Regions from separate parts of the Mus musculus genome. Here all the other regions are linked to region 1. Evidence: chromatin contacts called from public HiChIP or PLAC-seq data. All regions are on one chromosome and are shown on one strand. The core of a region is the stretch at or near the end of the contact, and the rest is flanking DNA. Distances in the headings are between cores, read along the strand shown.

What was found. HiChIP or PLAC-seq counts read pairs in DNA pulled down with a chosen protein or histone mark.
Region 2: a FOXA1 HiChIP or PLAC-seq map of pancreatic cancer cells shows a contact between it and region 1. The contact joins two enhancer-like sites. A contact is called at or near these places in 1 of 115 datasets of contacts at active chromatin or transcription factors (pancreatic cancer cells) and 1 of 9 other capture datasets (embryonic stem cells).
Region 3: a FOXA1 HiChIP or PLAC-seq map of pancreatic cancer cells shows a contact between it and region 1. The contact joins two enhancer-like sites. A contact is called at or near these places in 4 of 39 promoter capture datasets (embryonic stem cells, liver, pre-B cells and 1 more), 8 of 15 datasets of contacts at CTCF or cohesin (CD8 T cells, the G1E-ER4 cell line, the NIH/3T3 cell line and 4 more), 193 of 484 Hi-C or Micro-C datasets (the 63-12 cell line, the AML12 cell line, the AtT-20 cell line and 103 more), 34 of 115 datasets of contacts at active chromatin or transcription factors (the HPC-7 cell line, PVALB interneurons, Th17 cells and 25 more) and 3 of 9 other capture datasets (adipose tissue, embryonic tail and embryonic trunk).

The regions. Positions count from the first base shown.
Region 1 is chr5:147,233,440-147,238,361 of GRCm38.p6, reverse strand. The region is part of intron 3 of Plut (PDX1 associated lncRNA, upregulator of transcription); the gene reads left to right. It overlaps Gm38750 (a long non-coding RNA gene), which reads left to right. Exons shown (of 3, transcript XR_868709.1): 1 at 1-125; 2 at 853-1,050; 3 at 1,186-1,484. Among named protein-coding and RNA genes, the nearest start is that of Gm38750, 2.7 kb to the left of the region's middle. Within about 2 kb of position 2,756, at least 20 of the 459 cell types and tissues checked have an H3K27ac peak or open chromatin away from gene starts, as enhancers often do. A contact at or near this core is called in the HL-1 cell line and pancreatic cancer cells, where this site is marked.
Region 2 is chr5:146,755,759-146,760,680 of GRCm38.p6, reverse strand. The region is part of intron 3 of Usp12 (ubiquitin specific peptidase 12); the gene reads left to right. Among named protein-coding and RNA genes, the nearest start is that of Usp12, 37 kb to the left of the region's middle. Within about 2 kb of position 2,555, at least 55 of the 459 cell types and tissues checked have an H3K27ac peak or open chromatin away from gene starts, as enhancers often do. A contact at or near this core is called in pancreatic cancer cells, where this site is marked.
Region 3 is chr5:146,914,604-146,919,525 of GRCm38.p6, reverse strand. No RefSeq gene overlaps it. Among named protein-coding and RNA genes, the nearest start is that of Gm10858, 20 kb to the right of the region's middle. Within about 2 kb of position 2,470, at least 22 of the 459 cell types and tissues checked have an H3K27ac peak or open chromatin away from gene starts, as enhancers often do. A contact at or near this core is called in the HL-1 cell line and pancreatic cancer cells, where this site is marked.

The DNA.
Region 1 (4,922 bases), core at 1,507-4,006:
CTTCAGAAGATTCTGGAATCCTGAAGCAGTAAGCTCTAATACCAGGGATGGAATGGTCTTGCCAGTGAGAGCAAGAGCAAGCAGGCAAAGGAAGCGAGCTTCCTTCATCCATGGGCTACCCGCAGGTATGACCCAGCTTAAAAAATAGACCTTCCCACCTCAAAAGATCTGGCGTGAAGGTGTATCCTCCTACCTCAAAGATATAGATTAACAGTGGGTCTTCCAATTTCAAATGATTTAATTAAAAAAAATTCCTCACAGGTATACCCAGCCATTTGGGTTTTAGTTAATACCAGATGGAGTCAAGTTGACAACTAAACTAGCCTTCGAAGGCCCGCAGATGATGGGGTCCATTCAGGGTCACCATGCCCCAGGGCTACTGTGGAGGCAAATGAGTAGTATCTGCTTGTCTTATATGTGACCTTAATGCCATCCATTTATTCACAGACAAAAGGTTTCAGACCAGTCCTTAATCAGAGCATAGAGGCCAAAACCATTAGCCTGCACTGTCTGTAGGGTAGCAAGGGTATTCATATCCTAAAGTGCGTGTAGGGTGGTAAGGGGCTTCGTGGATTACCGGAGGGTCATGGGGGCACCTTCCATATGTGTATCCCTGCCAGTGCTTGTCCTAACCCGCCCACTGGTTGGCAGAGACCAAGGAAAAGAAAGGTTGCTTTGAGGACAAAGAAAAGTGACTGGGGGCGGGGTGGGGTGGGGGTGGGGACATGAAATGAGGGTGAAGGCTCACAAAGGCCCAGGCTCCTTGCCAAAGACAGACTGTGGGAGATGATACAAGGTAAAGGGTGAATGGCTGAAGAGGGGATACGACCTGTGACTCCGTATTTCTCCTAGACAGCACAGCACCGGCCCACCAGAGCTCTGGTCTGGATGACACGCTCTTTTTCTTGAATGCGACTGTTGCACGTTTTTCTTAAAGCCACGTGTGTCTGAGGAGACTCGGGTTTGGTTGCTTTGGATACCAAGAACACGAGCTTGTCGGATATGAAGACAGAAGAAATGGTGACCCACCCCATGGAGGTACACAGCCAGGTATGCCACCCATACGCTCCCAAGAGAGACTGCTGCTTGGACAGCAGCCGTTCCCAACTCGATTGCGATGGGATTGTCCCTCCTCTGCTCCCTTAGACAGAGTAATGGACGAAAATGACTGTCAGGTTTCTCCAGGCAGAGACCTGGGTATGGAGGACAGACCCCAGAGAGCCTGGATCCAGGAGAAGACGTGGAAGTGTTGGAGTGGGAAGGTCAGGTCTGCTCAGGGATAAGTCTGAACTGTGACATTGCAATTCTGGTGAGTATCACAGACAAAGCAGGGCTTCTCAACATGTGGTCCTCGGATCAGCACAAACATCTCCCGCGAGCTTCTACAAAATACGGTCTAAGGCGCCAGCCAGACCTTCTGAATCAGGAAACTGAGACTGAAAAGCTGGGCAGTGGTGACGCACACCTTTAGTCCCAGCACCCGGGAAGCAGAGGCAGCTGAATCTTTGAGTTCAAGGCCAGCCTGGTCTACAGAGCAAGTTCCAGGACAGCCAGAGCTACGTGAAGAAACTCTGTCTCAAAAAGAGAAAGGAAGCAAGGAAGGGAGAGAGAGAGAAAGAAAGAAAAGAAAGTAAAGAAAGAAAGAAGGAAGGAAGGAAGGGAGGGAGAGAGAGAGAGAGAGAGAGAGAGAGAGACAAACTAGGGATTTCACAGACATCCTAGTAGTTTACCCATTCTAAGTACTCAACACCTGGATCTATATTGTCTTTTCAGTCATGAAACTTCATCTCAACTTGAAAATCTGAACTAGATCCCAGTGATATGTCAGTTATGGGGTTAGAGGGAGTGAGGTAGGAGGGCTGAGGGAAGATTCCACCCTGCATGTCCTCAGCCTCTAAACCAGAGGTTCTCAACCTGTGGGTCATGACCCCCCCACCCCCCCACCCCGCCAGACCTTTGGAAGGCACCACAGGAATTTACATTACAGGTCCTAACAATAGCAAAGTTGCAGTTATGAAGTAGCAATAAAAAGAATGTTCCCACAACATGAGGAACCCTATTAAATAGGGTCACCACATTAGGAAGGTTGAGAACCACTGCTGCAGCCATGAGCGGCTTCCGTGCTGTGGCTCTGAACATTGAGGAAATCACAGGCAGAGGCCAGGGATTGCTGGCGATGGCCTCTGTCCCAGCCGTGTGTGTTCTGCAGGAGTGAAGGAACAAGAGAGCTCTCTCTCCCTGCCAGATCTGCTGACTTTGTGACTAGCACACCTGTCTGGCTAGCTTGTAAACTGAATGGCCACTTTCTCCTGACAATGGCCTGCTCAGAGAATGATTTATGGGCAGTCAGTTCTCATTTATAAAAACGACAACACTCCAGCTGATAATATTGATAGATGTGAAATTCGGTATCTGCAGGATAAAAGCCACTGGCCCCGCCGAGACTTTTGGCCGCCTGGCAAAGGCGTGGTGTGCTGACTGCTGCTAGTTCTCTGAGGAGTGTTTAAGGTCCACGGCATTAAACTCAACACTAGGTTCTGGGCAGATCCCAGGAAGAAAGGCTACGGAGGAAATGCTTTGCTCTGTGATTCTCATATAGCAAGGAGCTATGGGGTCAGTCACTTAGGTCACGGAAGACAGACATGTGGGCAGCGAAGCTGTGGCTGAGACGTCCTCAAAGAGCGCTCTCTGTGGTGTGCCGGTAAGTACAGTGAGGAGTTGGCACCACCTTATATCTGCAGGTTTCAAAGTTCTTGGGGTGAGTCAGCCGTTCCTTATACTTCTTATGAGGCACCCTGAAGTACAGGTTAGGCAGTGGCAAGGCAGGTCATGGAGTGACTAACCAAGCTGCTGCCCTTGTGACCCAAGGACAGCTAGAGAAGGAGACAGGGTCTGCAGAGGACTTTCACAGTTTGGTGCCCGACCTGGTGCCGCACCGGATCCCCCAAGCAGGTACGTAAAAGCTCTGATTTCACTTTTGGGTGTGAGGCATAGAATCTGGGAGCCCCCTGATGCTGAGCCACACCCCCTCGCCTCTTAAACTAGCTCCTCTTCAAAAATTTTGGTTTGGTAGGTGTGTGCTAGGGTGGAGATCGGAAGTCTAGTTTAGCCGTGTCCGTGGGTGACTGCGGTGCATGACCACACTTGGCACTTAAGAGTCAATGAATATGGGGTGGAGGAGCTGCGGAGGTACCGACTGCCATCAGAAAGGTGAGGGACCCGACCACCACCAGAAAGGCTATTCTCTTCCTTCCTACTACTCCCTCAGTCAATCAGGGTCTCCACTTAAAGGGGTTATATGCCCTGTTGAGATGTCAGTGTGTCCCAACAATTAAAAATTATTTTTTTATATTGTATTCATTTACTTACTTTGTATATACGGGTGTTTGGCCTGCATGGATATCTGTGAAACACCTGCATGACAAGTGCCCAAGGAGGCCAGGAGCGGGCGTCACATCTCCTGGAATTGGAGTTATAGGAGTGTGAACCACCATGCCTGGGTTGGGAATTGAACCTGGGCTCTTTGGAAGAGCAGCCAGGGCTCCTCGCCACTGAGTCATGTCTCCATCCCCATGATTCTGATCAGGGTTGAAAGAAGCTAATGTTTTCTGAGGGACAGAGAGACATTTTTCTTTAGCCTTGTGGTCACTGGTAAGTTGGCCACACCCCTGTAAGTAATGCCTCATCCATTCCACCCTCCTCCCTCTCCCCTTTCACCCTCCTCCTTCTCTTCCATTTACTTTTGGGCCATTTCCTTCCTCCTGTCAACATTAGCGTTGGCCTTGTGGGAGGGGCATATCATTTTATCTGACCCCTGTGATCGCATCCAGCAAAGACTCTTCCAGACCTCACACGGGGTACATGTCTTGAGTTATGGCAAACTGGTGGCAATAAGAAAAGTCCTTTATTCTGATCTGAAAGGCTGATGGTGGAATGTGGGCCTTAGAAAGCACAGCTGTTTGCCCTGTTTTCCCAACACTGAGTGGAAAGGAAAATCCTTCCTGAAGAACACATGTAAACATTTCCTGAGAAGGCCACGGTTCTGCTTCCTGCAGCTTAGGTTCAACATTCACACAAGGAAACGTGAAGATGGCTAACCACAGCAGCACGCAACTGTTGACACCAGGCCTGTCAGAGCCCTCCAGTCAGTCCTCTTGAAATGGAAGGAAGCTGATAGACCATCATCCTGAAGAGACAGGAGCCAATTACAGAGAAATGGAGGCTTTTCCGTACAGTCCTGGGGCATGGCGGCCTGGAGCATGCAGGCTACCCACTGCTGGTTGTGACAAGGCTTTGCACAGAAGTGAGGGGGACTCATGACCCTGAGTGACGAGGAATTATGTGACAAAGGGAGCATGCACTGTGCTGTCACCACTCAGCAAACCATACCTCAAACTCCTTCAGGGCCAGGGTGCCTTTTTGCAGCGTCTTTATCTTGTGCACCTCATAGAATCAGCTAAGAAGGCAGTGTCTATTTTCTCGCCAGCTAAGGGCTTGAGCTGTCCCCATAGTGTATGACAAAGGCACCCAGGAGAATCTGGATTTTATTCAGTGGGAGAGAATAAAGAGATTGCTAAGGGTTTGTGCGTGGAGTTGGTTCACAGAGAATCAAAACCACCTGGGGCCAGCTTTGGGTTATAGGACAAAAACTTAGCCTAAATGGGTAAGATATTCATATTATATAATTCAGTATTATCTAAAGAGACTATATCTGAGTGGGATAGATTAGCCTGGCATTGTGGCACATGACTTTAGGCCCAGTACTCAGAAGATAGAGGCAGGAGGATCTCTGTGAGTTCAGGCAAGTCTAGTCTGTCTACATGGGTGGTTTGGAGGTTCCAGGTCAGCCAGTGCTGTGTAGTAAGATATTGTCTTAAATAATAAAAATGAATCTGATGATGACGAAATAGAAGGACAGTCAG
Region 2 (4,922 bases), core at 1,306-3,805, 480 kb after region 1:
CTCAGCACAGTCACCCTCGTTGCCGCTTCCATTTGTTAATTGTTTGCATTTGGAGAAGGAACAGACTTTGGTTTCTACTCATTCAACAAGTCTGTGTTCTAGGTTTTATCTCCCGGTATGTGCACAGGCACAGGACTCCTTCAGCTCCACAGCAACACTCGTTTGTTTGTTTGTTTGTTTGTTTGTTTTGTTTTCTGAGACAGGGTTTCTCTGTATAGCCCTGGCTGTCCTGGCACTCACTTTGTAGACCAGGCTGGCCTCGAACTCAGAAATCCGCCTGCCTCTGCCTCTGCCTCTGCCTCCCGAGTGCTGGGATTAAAGGCGTGCGCCACCACGGCCGGTGCTATCTTTGATGACTAGGTACTTGTTCACATTGATCCTTGCATACTGATTTCCTGTTGTATACCAGCCCTGTGGAGGCCTGACCCTCCACAGGGGAGGGCGAGTGCCCACAACTCTGTGTGTATGTGGTGTGACTTTACTAGGAAGGAGAAACAAGCAGAGGTAGCATGGAAGTGTGAGCAGCCATCTAGTGTGGGTGTAGGGACACTCTTTTTTTAATGGGGTTATTTGATTTTCTGGAGTCCACCTTCTTGAGTTCTTTATATATGTTGGATATTAGTCCCCTATCCGATTTGGGATAGGTAAAGATCCTTTCCCAATCTGTTGGTGGTCATTTTGTCTTATTGACGGTGTCTTTTGCCTTGCAGAAGCTTTGCAATTTTATGAGGTCCCATTTATCGATTCTCGATCTTACAGCACAGGCCATTGCTGTTCTATTCAGGAATTTTTCCCCTGTACCCATATTTTCGAGGCTTTTCCCTACTTTCTCCTCTATAAGTTTCAGTGTCTCTGGTTTTATGTGGAGTTCCTTAATCTACTTAGATTTGACCTTAGTACAAGGAGATAGAAAGGGATCAATTCGCATTTTTCTACATGATAACTGCCAATTGTGCCAGCACCATTTGTTGAAAATGCTGTCTTTTTTCCACTGGATGGTTTTAGCTCCCTTGTCAAAGATCAAGTGACCATAGGTGTGTGGGTTCATCTCTGGGTCTTCAATTCTGTTCCATTGGTCTACTTGTCTGTCACTATACCAATACCATGCAGTTTTTATCACAATTGCTCTGTAGTACAGCTTTAGGTCCGGCATGGTGATTCCACCAGAGGTTCTTTTATCCTTGAGAAGAGTTTTTGCTATCCTAGGTTTTTTGATCAGGTGAGATTAGAGGCCGCCTGGCAGCCTAGGTAAGTGGGATGGAAGCAGAGAGTGCTGGAGAGTGCTGTGAGGTGCACTGGAGGGTGGCCAGCCGGAACAGAACAGTTACGGAGTCTGGGAAGCTGTCAGGGGCTGTAGGTGTCATTGGGACAGGAGCCCCATGCATGGATGGGTATTGGATGGTGAGAACAGCATTGAAGGGTAAGGCAGGGCTGCTGCAGTCCTCAGGGACGCTGTGAGCCCCTCTAGCCAGTGCTGCTTCCTGTAGGCGCCATTTTACCATGGAGGAAATGCCACACAGGTGAGTGAGGTGACTGTCAGTGCTCACTGTCAGCTGAGCAGTTCTCAGACCTTAAGGTGGCCTTGAGCCATATCAGTGGCTTTGAGCTCTGTCTGACTTTATAAACCTTAGCCTGTATACTAGATATGGCATATATGTATGTATGCGTGTATGCATTTTTTCACGTTGTTATGAGCCACATCTTTTTGCACATTTCATAGCTGTTTGAACACCTGTTTTTGTTCAGTTGTTCATTCATTTATTTGTTCATTCATTCATTCATTCAAAAAACATTAATCACATCCTGGGTCCCTGCCGCCACCCCTGCTGTGCTAGCAATGCAGCTGTGCTGACTAAGGAAGGGTCTGGTTCTGACGGGATCTGAATGTGAAGAGTGGAGTGATGACAAAGTCATGTGTCACTGAAAACATAAATCCGTGCGTGTAAGCCTGGGCGTGCTGCAAAGGAGCACACGCCAGACGTTTGTAAATGACACCTGTTAGAAAGATTTGAGTATAATTCTCATGTTTACTTTATCCAGTTCTGTTTCACCTAAGAACAGCACACTGCTTTCTTATGAAAGCTCTAGCTATTTCTGTATTAGGAAGAAAACGTGGCCATTGTAAGCAGTACAGTGCAACCCTTCAGCTCTTCCCTCTGGCTGTGAGTTGATATTTGTATAATCCTGCTGATCCCTTTAAACTGTAAGTAGCCATCGTCTGTCCGGGGGTTGCAAGATGCTGGTATACTGAGCATAACATTTACTGAAGACATGGGGCTGCTGCCCTGCCTCCTGTATCAGTTCTAAAGTTCAAGGTAGGGCATTTTTCAGGGATCTGAAGCCACTGGTACGTGGACTACTCACTCCTTTCTCCTCCCCAAGAAGATTTTCATTAAAAACTCGTTTGCATCTTTGAAGAATAAGCATAGCAGTTGTTTTGAAAGAACGTGCATATACGTGAAAGTGGCTTTTAAGGGAAGATTACAGTGTTAGAGATGGTGGCGTTGATCCAGTGTGTGCTGCCCACTGCCATGAGGTAATCATCGAAGCTGGTAACTAGGTTCCCAGCTATTCTTAGAAAGACTTCCTGCCTCCCTTCACTTCCTCACCCTGCCTTCCCTCTCCCTTGCATCTCCTCTGAAGCCTACACGAGCCTTGAACTCTGTAACTCAGCTTGACATCAAACTAAACAAACTCAATGTGTCTCAGCCTCCAGTGTCAAGGTCACAGGTAAGAGGCATCACCCAGGCCATTCTGATTTTCTAATGTCTTTTTATCATTCTTCTGGTTCTTAACACTAGTGAGCAAGTGAAAAGCTGTCTCTTGTTTTGTTTTGCTGTTTTTGTATTTAAAGAAAAAGAGGTTCATTCAAGGAAGTGACCTTGACACTGAGATATTAAGGTTGCCGTGGATATTGGGGTGGTCTGTGAGTCAGGCCACCAGTGAGTTGGGAGAAGCTGGCATTTAGTCAGTGAAAGGGTGGTGGCTCTCTGTATGGATAGATCTTTATGCTTTTCCTTTGGCGGGCTCTGATACTCAAGCAAGCATGAAGTAAGTTAGAAGTGGCAGCTGCAGGCTGGAAAGTCAGAGGTAGGTGAGAGACAACGCCCAGAAGCAGCGGGGAGGGTGGACATGGAGGAGGAGCCCCAGCATTAGGAAGTAGTGCCTCAGAGAGGGTTTGCCACACTGAGAGCAAAGGTTAAAGGTCATTGACTTCCGCTATCTCACCTTTAGAGCCGCCTAGAGCTTGTAGTGTGATTTGCATGGCTTCAGGTGGAACCATGAGAGGGTTTGTGGAGTGGTCAGCAGCATACACTCAGTGCAGGGGTGGGTGGCCTGCAGTGCTCTTGCTTGTAGGAATGGGAAGTGGGCCACAGTGCTTTGGATCAACTGTCCCTGATGGGCAAATCACAGCATGCAAGTATAGAGAGCTAAAGATCAAATTGATGTTAAGTCTGTTTGGACTAGGGCATGTTGCAGCCTTGGGACTCGTGGGCTTTGGGCTCTTATACGTCTCACGGGGCTTTCGGGGCCTGGAATCCAGCAGGCAGGGGTGAAGGGCCACTCCAGCTGCATTATTACTGCATTGGTTTGAGATTGAAATGTGCAGAATGGGTTTGAGTGTGCGAAAGCTGGGCAGGAACGAGTTGGGCAGGGTTTGTGGGAATTTACCCTGCAGTACAGGAGGTAGAAAGACTCAGATCTACAAGACAAACTTGTTATTCTCAGTATAGAATCCAGGGAGACCTTGTGGGCCAAGTCAGGGGAGCCACCTAACACTGGGTAAGTTGTGGTGGAAATGGGGCAGGCTGAGGCACAGGAGTGGTGGCTCCCACCTAGAGTCGCAGCACTGGTGACTGAAGCATGGGGATTGCTATGAGATACAGACCAGCCTGAGTCATGGAGTGAGACCCTGTGAGAAAGGAAGGAAAACACTGAAAGGGCTTAAGAAGCAGCCGGATGGGAAGGGTATGCAGCACGCAGGTGGAGAGCGGGGTGGGGAGGCTTGCACAACACGCTGCACTTCATTGTTGAGTGGATAATCAATATGCTGTGTGGTCTGAGAATCCACAGAGAAACTAGACGCTCCCGAGGACCAGCTGGATCTTAGCAGCGCTTTCTATATGCACTTAATCATGTCCACAGAGAAAGTGCAGGTCGGGTTTGATGGAGCCGTACATGCTCCGCTTCCTTCCTACTGAGTGTTTTGGAAATGTAGCCATGCCCCGTGTTCACGGAGAGCTGTTCCCTCACGACCATAGCAGAGCCATAGCATGGCTTAAACTTGACCCATTGTTTTCAGAAGCATCTAGGATATCTCCAGACTTCTGTTTCCTTGTGCGACCACATTCACCTGGCTGCACTCTTGAGCGCTAGACGGCATTTTGTTAGAACCCCCATGCAGACTGCCCTTCAGCGCATGCCTGCCATTCCACTATTGCCCTAGCGCCAGTGTTGACGAGTGACCCTTTCCACTCATGCCAAGTAAGGCATGTTCTCACACTGGCAAAGTGATGGCCAAAATCGTGCTTGCCCTGTTTTAGTTTTCGTCTCCCAGTTAGTTAAGTATTGCTAAGTATCTGAATTTTTAGTCTGTGTCACCTGTTCATTTCCTTTGCCAGTTTTCTAGTTGGTTTTCTTCTACCTTTGCAAAGGCTTAGGAGTTGGTCTTATGTTAGTTGTAGCACACATGGGTGACTGATACGTAGTGTGTACTCTTCTTTTACTCTGTCTTCTATTCATGCTGTCTGTGAAGCCAGTGTTCCCTAGCATCATCATCAACAGTAGCCGTGGGAGCCAGTGCAGCCGTGGGGGCCAGTGTAGCCGTGGGGGCCTCTGAGCTTACAGTTCTGTGTTCTCAGTGCTCAGAATCTGTTGCAGCTGCACGTGCCGGGTGCCTGGTGGTGACTGAGAACTGCGTC
Region 3 (4,922 bases), core at 1,221-3,720, 320 kb after region 1:
AGAAAATGCAGTATATATTGTAGCATGCATGAGCCTTGAAGACCTAATGTTTACGGAGATAAGTTTGTCACAAAGGAGCGAGGGGTAGCAGCTCAGCTTTATAAAGACAGCAAATGCAGGGTGTTTTCTGGTGACTGTGGGAAACACTGAGAGCCGCTGTCCAGTTAGAACCAAGCTTCCAAAATGTTTGCAACTGGATGGTGGAAATGGTCCTGCACCAATGGATTTAATGCCCCCGGAGCGTACTTGCAAATGTTTTTTAAGTGGCAAGTGTTATGGAATATATGTTCTATGCTTTGTTTTGGTTTTTGTTTTTACATTGATTTTGTGGAGGGTGGCGTGGGGGGAGCACTTGAGCCACAGACTGCATGCAGAGGTTAGAGGACAATTTGTAAGAGCCAGCTCTCTCCCTCCATGTGGATGACAGGGTAGAGCTCAGGCTAGTAGGCTTTTATCATCCACAGAGCCAACTGGTCAACTTTCTCACAACATTTTAATGTGGGGGAAAAAATAAGGCTTACAAGGGAAACATTGCATTGGGTAGTTAATACATTTAAATATGTTATGTTTGGGATCTTGAGATGTTTGAATCTGTCAGCTTATAAAACATTTGTTATTTTTATAATTTCTTCTTTTTTTTCTAGGTAAATATTCGCTCGTTTTATTAGCACCACGCTCTAACCAACTGAGCTAACCGGCCAGAGACTCACTCGTTTTATTATTTTTATGCGAGTGAGTGTTTGGCCTGGATGTATGGCTGTGTCCTATATACATCCCTTGTGCACATGAAGGCCAGAAGAGGATGTTGGATCCCCTGTAATTGAACTTAAGACAGTTGTGAGCTGCCATATGGGTGCTAGGAACCAAACTTGGGTCTTCTATACGAGTGGCCGATGCTCTTATCTGCTGAGCCACCTCTTAAGCCACTAAATATTCATTTCTGTACCTCATGGCTTTTCTTTCTTTCTTTCTTTCTTTCTTTCTTTCTTTCTTTCTTTCTTTCTTTCTTTCTTTCTTTCTCCCTTTCTTTCTTTCTTTCTTTCTTTCTTTCTTTCTTTGTTTCTTTCTTTCTTTCTTTCCTCTTTCTTTCTTTCTTTCTTTCTTTCTTTCTTTCTTTCTTTCTTTCTTTCTTTTTAAAATGGAGTAAGGGTTTCTTTTTTTTTTTTTAAGATTTATTTATTTATTATATGTAAGTACACTGTAGCTGTCTTCAGACACTCCAGAAGAGGGAGTCAGATCTTCTTACAGATGGTTGTGAGCCACCATGTGGTTGCTGGGATTTGAACTCCGGACCTTCGGAAGAGCAGTCGGGTGCTCTTACCCACTGAGCCATCTCACCAGCCCTCTTTCTTTTTTTAAATTGTTTTTTTCAAATATTTTATTTTTGTTTTATGTATATGAATACACTGTCACTGCCTACAGATATACAAGAAGAGGGCTTCAGATTCCATTATAGATGGTTGTGAGCCACCTCATGGTTGCTGGGAATTGAACTCAGAACCTCTGGAAGAGCAGCCAGTGTTCTTAACTGCGAGCCATCTCTCTAGCCCCTACTTCATGGTTTTTCAATGTCAAGTTAACCTCATTATCTGAAAATAGAGGCAATAATACAGAACTTGTACAGTCATACTAAAATATATGTATAGTAGATTTGAAAATTATGAGAACCAAGTGGGGTTTTTGTTGTCATTCTTTTTAATTTAAGACCCAGGGGCAGAGAGATATAAAATAAAAGAACCCCGATGGGGCTGGTGAGATGGCTCAGTGGGTAAGAGCACCCGACTGCTCTTCCGAAGGTCAGGAGTTCAAATCCCAGCAACCACATGGTGGCTCACAACCATCCGTAACGAGATCTGGCGCCCTCTTCTGGAGTGTCTGAAGACAGCTTCAGTGTACTTACATATAATAAATAAATTAAAAAAAAAAAAAAAAAAAAAAAAAGAACCCCGATGGCTGAGTCTCCCATTAATCTTAAGTTATTCAAAGATACCAGAATGGATTTTTTTTCTTTTCTTAGCTTTCTGGTGTTTTGAGACAGGATTTCACTATAGCCCAGGCTGGCCCTAGGTCTCCAGTTCTTAGCCTCCTTGGCTTGTATCACACATGTGGCCAATAATGAATTCTTTTGTTTTGAGACAGAGTTTCTCTGTGTAGCCCTGGCTATCCTAGAACTCTCTTTGTAGACCAGGCTGGCCTTGAACTTAGAGCTCCACCTACCTCTGCCTCCCAAGTGCTGCCAGCAACATATTCTCTCTTTTTTTAAACTTTATTTTATGTGTATGAGTATCCCATTTGCATGCCAGCCAGGGAATCATATCACATTATAGATGGTCAGGTTGCTGAGAGTTGAACTCAGGACCTCTAGAAGAGTAGCCAGTGCTCTTAACTGCTGAGACATCTCTCCAGCCCCAGCCATGTATTATTAATGTCTAGCCTCCTGGAGCTTGTCTTAGTCAGTTTCCTGTTGCAGCGACAAAATACCCCACGAGGGAGTCAGTCGGTTTACAGAAGGAAGGGTTTAGTGTACTTACCACCACAGCAGGGAGGCTTGGCGGCAAACTGCAGGCTCAGTAGGAGGGGCAGGAAGCTGAGAGCTCACATTTTCAAACACAAGCTCAAAGCATCAAGAGCATTCTCAAAATGGCCATTTCTAGAGGTCAACACGCTTCCCCCCCCCACCCCCCAGCCCCAGTGACCTACGTTCTCCAGTAAAGTCACACCTTCTAGTCCTCCACAGACAATGTTACCGTAAATTGGGGGCCAAGTGTTTAACTATTTGAGCCTATGGGAGATGTTTCTTATTCGAACTGAATAGCGCTTTTTTTTTTCTCCCATTGTAGCACTGGCTAGCCTGAGACTCACTATGTAGACCAGGCTGGCTTCTGATGCGCACCCAGCCTGGACAGCATTTCTATGAGGCCGTCTATTTTAGCTGAGGTTGTGATTCTCCATCTGCGGCTGCCCTGGGGCTTTAATCTAGATCATAGATGAGCCGGGGAGTAAGGGTAGGGAGCCTTCCACACAGAGTGTGGAGTCCAGTCACATAATCCAAGAAAAGGAGTGGAGCCCCCTGATGGGCAGAGACGGAGCTGCCCCAGGCTTGCTGACTGATGTCTGTACAAACATATTTGCTTGCACCCGGTGTGACATGCCTAGGACCAGCGTGTTTCTGACTTGGGGAGTTTTTCAAATTTGGGAATGTGTCCACAGACTTGACTTGTCTAAGTTTTGGCTTCAGACTTGCATTCGGGGTGCACAACAATTACCTGGGTTTCTGGGAAACTCTCCTTCAGTGTACCATCCGTCACCCTAGAGATAGATCCCCTCTCTCTCTTAGCCCCATGAAGGACATTTAGAGTCCACAAAGCTCTCTCACACAAATCTCGTTTATTTCTAACAGTACCAGTCAATATACATTGGGTGCTTGGACTGTCTTTTGAAGATATCTCTTGACCTTAAGCTCTGTCTTTGGTGTTGGTGGTACACAGTGTTTCTTGTTCTCCATGGCAAAATGTCTCCTTTTCCATCAAAAAACAAAGCAGGTGGGAGTCCCTAAGTTTAATCCCCTGCCAACAAGAGTACAGAAGATTGCTGGTTACTGATCTCTCAAAATAGACTCTGTGGTTCCAGGTAGGTCAGCCACACCTCAGTATATGGCCCCACACCCAGAGAAGTACATGGAAGGCACAAGCTGGAGTTGGGAGAAATTTACATTTAAAAAACAAAAGGGAACTCAAATGGATGGGGAGATGAGTGTGAATTCAGAAGAAGTGAAAATAGTATTAAATATATAGTATATATTCTAAAGGATTGCTGGGCGGTGGTGGCTCAGATCTTTAATCCCAGCACTCAGGAAGCCAAGGCAGAGAGAGCTCTGAGTTTGAGGCCAGCCTGGTCTAGAGAGAGAGAGTTCTAGGACAGTCAGGACTACGTAAAACAAAAAACAAAAACAACAACAAAAATCTAAAGAGTTAATAAACTTTTATTTTCTTTTTTATTCATTTTTTAAAATTGGTTATTTTATTTATTTACAGTTCAAATGTTATCCCTCTCCCCAGTTTCCCCTCCACAAATACAATTTTATTTTCAAAAAGAATATACTTCTTGAAAAAAAAAAAACAAACAAAAAAGAATATACTAATGAGAGATTATTTTTTAAAAAACAGAATAGTTTCCTATACATAAAAACAATTAAATTTTTATGTTCTGAGCTCGTTTGAGGGGAAATAAGCCATGGTTTAAACTAACTTGGGGAAATGCCTTGTGGAGAGTTGGTGGCAGTATCACTTAGCAACTTGATCCAAATCAATGCAACCAATTGTCACATCAGTATCAAAGGAGTGCTATTGATCGTTTCTATTAGAGTAGATAGAACTGAAGGTGTTGCCCTGCCTGTGGAAATGGTATTGACCGAACTTTCATGACAGTGTGCTGCTGTCTGAGGAAGAGTCAGGTCAAGTCAGGATTTAGCATCACCTCTTTGAGGGTGTCTGCCCGGAAACATGTTCCCATGGGTTCCAAATCTGTGTCATCCAAGCTCAAAAAAAAAAAAAAAAAGAGGGGCCAGAGAGAAAGGTTAGCAGCACTGGCTACTCTTGCAGTGGATCCCAGGTTCAATTCCCAGCACCTCCATGGTACTCACAACCATCTGTAAACCTATACCCTCCCTTTTGGTTTTTGTTTTTTGTTTTTTGTTTTTTTTTTTCCAAGACAGGGTTTCTCTGTGTAGCCCTGGCTGTCTCAAACCAAAGCAAAGCAAACCGGGGGAGAGGGGGGGAGAGTTGATGTGAGAAAGTATGTTTTGGACATAAGGGTGACACAAGACACTTGAACATCTCTGAGAAACGAATCCCCAAACCAATCCCCTACAATCAATCCCCTAGCCTGAGAGGGGTGACCATAGAGGTGGGGAAAGCAATTTA